Linked DNA regions of Mus musculus: region 1 is linked to region 2. The links are chromatin contacts, called in public promoter capture Hi-C maps. All regions are on one chromosome and are shown on one strand. The core of a region is the stretch at or near the end of the contact, and the rest is flanking DNA. Distances in the headings are between cores, read along the strand shown. Region 1 holds the start of Zcchc7 (zinc finger, CCHC domain containing 7). Region 2 holds the start of Il11ra1 (interleukin 11 receptor, alpha chain 1).

Region 1 (4,649 bases), core at 1,667-4,166, 3.0 Mb after region 2:
GGGAGGTTCATACAATGGGTAGGAAATCCTATAAGCCCATCCTGTGTGTGTGAATGAAGTTTCTCTGAAGGCTTGGGATTTTAACAGAAGAGACTAAGAGAACACTGGACGGGCAGAGGGTACTTCGCAGGCAGAGGGGGTTGCTATGAAGACACAGATGTGGGAGAGCATCATGCGTTAGCAGCTAACTGCTCAGAATTCAGCATGTTAGTTAATGACACCCCATTGCTTTGAGCTGATATGGGTTTACTTTGCATATATGTGTATACACATGCACGTGTCTCACCAGAGGTCAGAGGATAATCTATGGGAGTCAGTCATCTCCTTCCACCACTTCAGTTTCAGAAATCAAACTCAGGTGGTCAGGCTCAGCAGGAAGTGACCTCACCCACTGAACTATCCCTCAGTCCTCCACCTTTTAAGGTATTTTGTTGGCTGCATGAGTAACAGTGAGAGGCGAGGCCACAGCCATTAAGGGTTATGCTCATTAGCTTTACATTCTCAAGAGAAACAAGGTAAAGGAGCAGCATATTTATTCTGGCTCACACCTCTCTCTTTATCCCCTTCTAACTCTGTCTGGGTGCTTAGTTTCCCTGGATGGTAGGTACAGCTCACATTTAGGTCCTGACCTAACTCCCTCACTGAAAATATGCTCACAGGATACCCAGAAGGGTTCATCAGTGCTTTTCAGTTTGATTAAGCTGATAAACTCAAGATTAAGCAGTATTCACTACTTCTGGCAGTTAGAAATCTGTTCATCTGAGTCGGTTTCTCCTTTTTTGTAAATAGAAATTAACACTAATAATAAAAATAATCACTGAGCACGGTGGCACACGCCTTTAGTCTCAGAAGCTCAGCAGGCAGATCTCTGAGTTCAAGGCCTGTATGGTCTGTATAGAGAGTTCCAGAACAGCCAGGACTACACAGTAAAGAGATCTTGTCTCAAACAACCAAACACACATAATAAAAAAAAGTTAGGTTTTTAAGGTTAGGTTAGGTTGCACCAACTTGCAATCCCAGTACTTGAGTTTAAGGCTGGACTAAGCTCTGTAGTAAAACCTAAAAAACTAGCAAAAGGGGCAGCAAAACAATATTGTTATGAATGGGGGTACCTGGTGGGTACTTAGCTCATGCCAAGGCATATTCCTGAGTAATTATGCCATGCAACAGATCTGGTATAAAAGAGGTTTCCTGGGGGAAGGGAGAGGACTGAGGACCTGGGACAGGGTAGGAAAGGGTATAGAGGCAGGCAGGGGCCACGAGGGCAAGAGGTAGGGGGACCTCTGAGGACAGACGGGGGAGAGGGAACTCTGAAAACAGAGAGGGGGGAGGGGAAAAAAGAAAAAGGAGAGGACATATGAGATTATGGAACACACAGAGAGCCGGGTGGCCAGCAGTCCTTTTATAGGTCCTCTAATCCCTTGCTCGGTCCCTGGGAGGAGTCTAGTGAAATCACCTGTAAGCTAACAATATACTAAGAGGAGTTATTATGGCCCTTGATTAAAAATTCAGTCTTTTAATACACACATACACACACACAAACACACACACAGCATTCCTTTGGCACATATTCCCTGAACTGTCCAAACATGTGACCTACTTCTATACCACTTTTTCTATCCCCCAAATAGGTTTTTCAATTTTGCCTTTTTATAGTGTCTTGTCCCTTTCTTTCCTAGCACATAACCATAATGCTAATCGAATTTTGTAATTATTTTCAAACTCCTAATACTGTAACAAGACCTTAAAATTCTTCTACTTTATCTGGACTTTCTAGAACAGCCTGACATTTTCCTGAAACTCTTCCCCCAACCCCCCTATAATTTAGTTTAAGTAAATATAAGCTTAGTTTTCTAATAACGTAGAAGGCTGACAGCTTGGCTCTAATATGTTCAATAAATGTTGGCAAAAAGATTTAAAATCAAACTCATCTATCAGGGATGTTGTCAGTACCTAATTCGGTATTTGTAAAGTTGCTTAGATGAACTTATGTTTGTTTGTGTTTGACTGTGACAAGGTCTTAAGTAGCTCAGGCTATCTTTGACTGCTCCACGTTGCTAAGGATGAACTTGAATTCCTTATTTTCCTTTTTCCACCTCCTCTGTACTAGGCTGCTTATGTGGTGGAACTTAAAAATGAACCCAGGGCCTTCTATGCGGTAAGCAAGCACTTTACCAACTGGGTTACACGTCCAACCTCATAATTAAAGTTTTTTTGTTTTTTTGTTTTTTCTTAAAGGTGTGACCAAGGGAACCAATGCTGGAGGCCGTGAACACCGTCTCCTAGTACCAGAAAGAACAGCATTTACTCCGTGTTGCAGGAGTGCAGCTCTTCACGGTTCACAAACAGTTAACAAGGCGGAAGCACCTCCGAGTGCACTTTACAACCTAAGGTGAGAAAAGCCGTGCGGTCACTATTCCCACTAGCGGAAAAACCAAAACCCAAACCAGACACTCTCAAAAATGCCTCTTCCCGCGCTGGCATTATCAAGGTCCCTCTCCGAAGTCACCTACTAACCCTAAATCCCCTACTAACTCTGACCTCCACCCGGAAAAGGGGCCGATTTGCTCTGCGCCACGTGTTACTACGAGGGCGTCACCCAGAGCTAGAAAAGAGACAGCCCCTGCCGACCGGACCAAGGTATCATGGGAATTGTAGTTTTCTTTCCAACACGGGAGTAAGTGAACTCGCACTTACTTTTGCCCTTCAAGTAGCTTCTATTTAGTATAACTCATAAGATAAAAATATGCACCATAATTTTTTCAGCCGAGATTTCTTTTCGAAAGGAAGGATGAAGAAAAAAAGAACAAAACCAAACACAAAGTTTATAGGCGGAGAAAACAAAGGGTTAATAAGCGTTACGCATGCGCTCGGAGGACTCGCGGGTTGGGCGGAAGGACAGCTCCCAAGAGCTCTGTTTTCCCCGGAAGTACCTTCTCCTCCCTGGAGTCCGCGCGGACGCGGCTTCCTTACCTCATTTGTCCTCGCCCCTCCCCGTTCCTCTACGCGTTTCGGTTCCTGGTTGGTGCTTCCTGGTCGCGGCCGCGGCAGTGAGTATGTGTGTGACGGACCCCGAGCTGTCCCGCGGCCGGGGGACCCCTTCCCCTCTCCGCCTCGCCCGCGGAGCTGTGGAACTAATGCGTGCCCCTCTCTGGCCTTCCCCTCCCGGTCCTTCGGGGCTCAGCGCAGTGCAGCGCAGCAAATGGCCTCTCAGCTCCGTGCCGCCCCACGCGGCTCAGTGACCGGGCTGGGGTTTGGCGGCCCGAGACCAGGGCTTGGGCAAGGCTGGGCGGCGATGGCCTTGACGGGCACGTCTTCTCTGTCGGCGTTACTCCACCGCCTCCCACGGTTCACCCGTCCTGGGGAGGTGGGCCAGTCCCGAAATGTGGAGGTCTCCCTTCGCTGAGGGGAACCTGGCCCTCAAGGATGCGTCCAGTCGGGGGCCACCTTAAGCTGGTGCTGTCAAGTAGCCGCTTCACGAGTAGACACAAAGAATCTGGGAACTATGCCCCATTCCTTATATAAAACCAGGGTATCCTAAGATGATCCTCTGCCCCCGCGCCCGCACACCCTAACAGCAGACAGTTGTAGTCAATTTTACTGTGGGGAAATCGAGGTTGGGAGTTGGCAGCCCCCAGTTCCAGCCATCACTGATTAGCTGCCGACGCTCAGAATACCTTTAGGTCGAGTTTACTGTGATTTCAAGTCTCAGGGTTGAATGAAGGAAACTTTTTTTTTTTTTTTTTTTTTTTTTTTTTGAGACAGGGTTTCTCTGTATAGTCTTGGCTGTCCTGGAACTCACTTTGTAGACCAGGCTGGCCTCGAACTCAGAAATTCGCCTACCTCTGCCTCCAGAGTGCTGGGATTAAAGGGGTGAGCCACCACGCCCGGCAGAAGGAAACTTTTAAGGGCCTTTTTTAGCCCATTGGATAATTTTTTTCCTGAGCCTGTTTTTCCCAAGTATAAAATCACCCTTAATTTAATGACTAGGCTCCCTTCAAAAGCTCTCGACTTGGTGTTGAACATTTAGACCTTAAATTGCAGCGTGTGTATTTAAGACGGTGTTGTGCTTTAGGGACAGTTAATTATTGTCATTTAGTCAGAGGATGGGGAATGATCTGAGGGAAGAATTGGAAGTGAAAATTGTATGAAAACTACACGATTAACAGTGCATGGGACAAATAGGAGAAGCACTGTTTCCAGCAGAGTCCAAAGAGTAGTTAGAAGTTAACATCAGTAAATTTAGCATGCATTTCTGACATGGAGACAAGCCCATTGTTTCTCTCTTTGATGGTCCCATTTGGATTCCTTACCTCCTTTGATTGGAAGTGACAGTAACATTTGAAAAAGGGGCAGACATTTTAACTTTTGTAATTGGTTTTGTTTCTGCCTTCACTGAATCTCAGTAGCACACTGAGATTCTTGTAAGTTATAAACCTAAGTGGAGAATAAACTATTAGTCATTTTATCCATTGACAACTGTGGATTTAAAAATTCAGCCCTCAAGGTGGGGTCCAGCCCCAGGTAGAACACTGGCTTAGCATGTCCAGGCCCCTGGATATAGTCCCCAGCACCATCAAATGAATAAGACCAAATTTGGGATTTAAATCTACCTCAGATGACCTATAGCACCCAGAAAGAAGCTCTAA
Region 2 (4,652 bases), core at 239-2,738:
ATCCTGGCTCCCCAGGACACTGAGGCAGGAGGATTGCAAATTCAAGGCTAGTCAGGGTAGCTTGGTGAGACTGTCTGGTACAAAGGACCTGTGAAATAGGTCAGTGGTAGAGTGGGTGTCTGACACATGTAAGGCCCTGTGTTCAGCCCTAACTATAGAGAAGAAAATCCTACCTCTGCTCAATGTTCACTATTGTCTCCAATCCTCTTCACTTGTGATATGGATAGCATGCTAATTTAGGAGGCTGTTTAAAAAAATCTTATGTTCTTAGCTTGGCAGCGTCAACCGGAAGCCCAGAGCCGTTTGTATCACTGAGCCTGTCAGCTCACCAAGTCTCAGCCTCAAAGTTTGGTGGGGAGAGGGTGAGCAAAGTCCTAGTCCCATGGTCACCCCAGACACTGGGCTGCTGGCCAGAACCCTGGTTTTGTGAGTGGCCACAGTCAGACGCTGCTCCAGACCACAGGGGCTAAAGGGGCGGGTTGGGAGTGTGCGTGTGGCTTTGTGTTCTTGGCTTCCTGGATTTCCATGTGCAGCAGATGTCGCTTCAGTACTGTACCTATGCTACAAGAATTGCACTAAGCATGGCGAGGGCAGCCAGAGAGAGAGAGCCCCAGGACCTAGAATGACCTTGAGTCCGCCTCCTCTTTGAATCTGTTTTTCCTTGTGATAGTGGAGGAACCACAGGGCATTTGGTGTTTGAGACCAGATACCACTTGGTGGTCTCCAAATTCTAAAGCAAAAGTAAGAGCTGTGGCAGATGTGGAGATGGCTAGAATGCCTTTCATCCATTCTTTTCCAGGGGTAGTGAGTCTTGGGGTCGAGAAGTCACACTAAGTGTGGACAAGTGACTGGGCCTGACTGAGAAAACCCTGGTTCTCTCTCCTTGCTGTCTTCTTGAGACCTTGGAGGCTTGGAAGGGGGATGGGTGCCAGGGATTGGGAATGTTGCCTGGGGCTGGAAAATCAGACAAAGCAGGCACTTCCCTTGCTTGCTAGGTAGGTGGTTGGTTTCTTAGGGCATACATAAACACACACCCCCTAACCTTGCCTAAGGTTTGGAAATGCCTGGAAAGTTTTAAAAAACACTGCGGGAATCTAGAAGAGATTCTGATTTCAGTGGCGTGGGATACGGCCTGACTGTTTAAAAGTCTAAGAGAACTAGACCAACCCCCTGGCTCCCTATCTTATCTGGAGTCAGGGGCACCTTCATCGAATACAGTCAGCTGCCCAGTGGCTCACTAGGGAACCTGAGGCTGTGTGGACGCCAGGGACAAGGGCCTGGACACTTTCAGGCCTGAAGTCCCTGGGAGGACAGGCCTTCAGGAGAGGTCTAAGGAACGCAGCAGTTTCAGGTTTTGTCCTAGGAATCCTACTCTGGCACCCTCCTCTAAGTTCCAGACGGGACAGGAAGTGTCCAGAGGAGGTGGAAGTGATTGGCAGTTGGAGGCTCCAATGGGCCGAGAACCCCCCTGCTTCACCTCTCTCTTTCTATTGGCGCTGGGAGGAGCCGCCCCCACTGCCTGCGCTCAGCACTGGAGGGAGCAGAGGCCGGGGCAGAGGGTGAGGGCGGAGGGCGCTGGCGGCGGCTGCCGCAGAAGGTGAGAGGCCCTACTGGGACCCGGGTGTTGACTCCCAAGTCCTGCCAAGAGGGGGCGGGGCAGGGTGGTGTGTGATCTGAAAGGCAGGGAGTGACAGATGGACTATGAGTGTGTCTCTGTGTGTGGCGATGTCAGTGTGTGTGAGGCTCAGAAACTGGTGTCATTGGTGTGTCTGTCAGCGTCTGTCAGTGGGCAATTTTTCTTTAGGTGTTTGTTTGGGAGAAGGGCTGTGACCACACCGGGGGATGTGTTTTGGGAAGCTTCTGTAGGGTCTAGATTTTGTCTGTCAGGGTGGCTGGTTTGTGTGTGTGTGTACTAATGTGTGACTTCAGTAATAGTGCAACAGTGAGACTTGTGACCATGATGTGTCTTGTGTCCTAGCCTAGACTGTGTGGGAGTGAAGCTGTGTTCCTCTGTTCAGGAACTGCTTAAGTTGTGGAGGGAAACTGACTTTTCTACCCAGCCTGCAGCAACAGACAAGATCCACCCCCCAAGCCACATGGCTTTCCTTCTTCCTCTGTTCAGGAGCTGGTGGGGGCTGAGAATGGTCAGTGATAGAGCACTTGTCTGGTGTGAGCCAGGGCCTAGGTTCCATCTCCAGGGCTGAGACAGTAAGTCCCATCACTGGGCCACATGTATCCAAAGCCTCTGGATTCCTGGGGTTGCAGATGTGGCACATCTGTTTTTGTACGCCGCTGGGTGTCAAACCTAGGGCTCTGGGCATGTTAGGCAAACTCCACCAACCGAGCTATATCCCCGGTGCCCCGGTCTTCTGGTGTTTCTGTTTTCATGCCTGGCTCTGCTTCTTTACATCTCTTTCTCCGTTCCCATGATTATCTTCCTGGAGAGATTTTTATGTCTCTTCGCAGCTCCCCCTTACCCCCCAGGTGTCTCATGTTTCTGCTTTTCTGGTTCTGTCTACAGGCTGTCTGTCCCTCAGTGTCCCTCTGTCTGAGTTTCCTACTTATTCTTTGTTTCTGGCCACACAAGGACTTGTAGCCTTGCTATGACACTGGTCCATCTTTACTAAGAGCTCCTATGAGCTCCTCATGGTGAGGAGTTGCTTTTAGGGATTATAGGGTAAACACACACACATACACACATGCTTCGTGTGTCTCTGTGTCAATAGGACCTCTAGTAGGCTAAGCTGTTTAAATGTGTCTGTGTGTCTCTGTGTGTGACTGTATCTGAGGGTAACTGTGTGTCTTGTGTATCTGGCACCAAGGGATCAAAGGCATTTCCTGGTGCTGAGGCCCAACTGGTGGAGGGGGAAAATAGAAATGGCTGCAACCTCCTGGGAAGGGGGGGGGGGGCTGGTCTCTGGCCTTTCCTTACATTCTCCAGTGTGAAACCTGTTTTCCCCTGGAAACACAGCCATCTGTGCCCCAAGGAAACATTGCTGGAGAGTGGAAAGAACAGGAAGGAGTATGTCTGTGTGCTAATTCTTTTTATTATGTCCACATGTGTTCAAGTGAATATCTTTGCTTTAGTCAACTACCTAGTGATTCCCTGAGTAAGTAGGCTTTGGTGACTCTGTGAAAACAAAGGAAATCTTCCAGCAACAGAAGATTTCTAGAAGAGCTACCCCCCTCTCCTCCTTGCTAGTCCTGGTTGTGTCTCTGGCTTCCTTTCCAGCCTGAGGTGGGAGGCCTCTTTCCTTCCCAGGCCCTGTGGTGGGAGGGAATGAGAGAGGGAAGAGGAAGAGGTGGAGGAGGGGGCCTGCTCAGCTCTAAGGCCCAGAGGGGGCGGGGCTCGACATGGGAAGGAGGGGATGGTTCTGGGGTCCCACAACTCAGTGGAGCGGGAGACAGTTCTTAGCCTGTAGGAGGAAGTCTTGGAGGCCATGGGCACTCAGTCACTGTGATTATCAAGGTAGGGTGGGACTAACCAGGGTAAATGGGGCGGGACCCGGGTGGGGGCAATAAGACAGTCAGGGGGACACAGATATGTGAAGGCCTTGTTCTGCCCTGCTCTGGAGAGGTCCTGTGGCGCTTTGACTGAGAGCTTACCATCTACCCCTTTCTGACTACCTTTAGTTTGCTGCTGCTCCCCGCCACCCGAGTCTTTTCTCCCAGCCCCAACTCCTTCTGGAGTCCCTGCTGCACCAAACCAGACCTCTTGCATATTGGCCCCTGACTCCATTGCCTTTGCTCATGAACACTTTTCTTCCCCCACCCCCTGCACTTGGTACTGTGGCCCCCTGCATCAGGCGCCTGCTCCTGCAGGCTCCTAGTTCCCCTCCCTTCTCAGCCACCGCGTCTCCATCTCCATCTGCTGGCTCCTCGCCCGCTCCCAGCCTCTGGCAGGAGCCAGGGCATCTGGATCCGCTTAATTCTGCAGCCCCAGCCTGCACCCTAGCTCCATCCAGCCTCACAGGCTTGAGACCAACAAGATTTCAAGCCAGGCCCATCTGAGTGGCCCAACTACGAGAGCAAGAAGCCAGGCCTAGGCCAGAGGCTTGGCAGCTAGAGGAGGGCAGGGCCTCATGTTGGGAATATGGGGGGCATTTGGGCCCATCATGTCAGCTCCCTACCTGCGGGTGATGAGGTTTGCTGTATGTTGGCCAGAGGTGATAATTAGCCTTGGTCAGGTTAAAGGTGAATGCCAGAATTCCCAGCAGCTGAATCGTATGGGTTAATGGGAGTGGAGGAGCTGGTGCCAATCTTTGGTGCCAGGGGTGGGCGCCAAGGATGGTGTGTTGTGTTGCGGGGGTGGGGGGTGAGTGCTAGCACAGTCTGTTGCCTCTGGCTTTTGTTCTGGGCCTTAAGCCCAGGACTGGGATGAACGTGTGTGTGTGTGTGTGTGTGTGTGTGTGTGTATGTGTGTGTGTGTGTACACATACACAAGGACAAATACAACACTGGGTATATGGCGAGAAATGGGAGTTCAGGTTAGGTTCCTCAGTCATTTTCAATAGCTTCATTTCTCTTGGTATTTCAGTTTTCCTTAAGGAAGCCCCAGCTTTGGAGAGGGATAAGCCGGGCTTTAGTTCATAGAAGGGTAAGTCCTTAAGTGTCCCTCTCTCCACAGATGAGCAGCAGCTGCTCAGGGCTGA

What was found. Promoter capture Hi-C pulls out the DNA fragments that hold promoters and counts their contacts.
Region 1: a contact with region 2 is called in a promoter capture Hi-C map of liver, with 6 times the contacts expected there. The contact joins the promoter of Zcchc7 here to the promoter of Il11ra1 in region 2.

Annotation. Positions count from the first base shown.
Region 1 is chr4:44,753,643-44,758,291 of GRCm38.p6, forward strand. Zcchc7 (zinc finger, CCHC domain containing 7) reads left to right here and starts at 2,917. Exons shown (of 9, transcript NM_138590.4): 1 at 2,917-3,050.
Region 2 is chr4:41,758,955-41,763,606 of GRCm38.p6, forward strand. It overlaps Il11ra1 (interleukin 11 receptor, alpha chain 1), which reads left to right and starts at 1,489. Exons shown (of 13, transcript NM_001163401.1): 1 at 1,489-1,597; 2 at 4,628-4,652. The coding sequence starts at 4,628. It overlaps Galt (galactose-1-phosphate uridyl transferase), which reads left to right. Exons shown (of 11, transcript NM_016658.4): 11 at 1-289.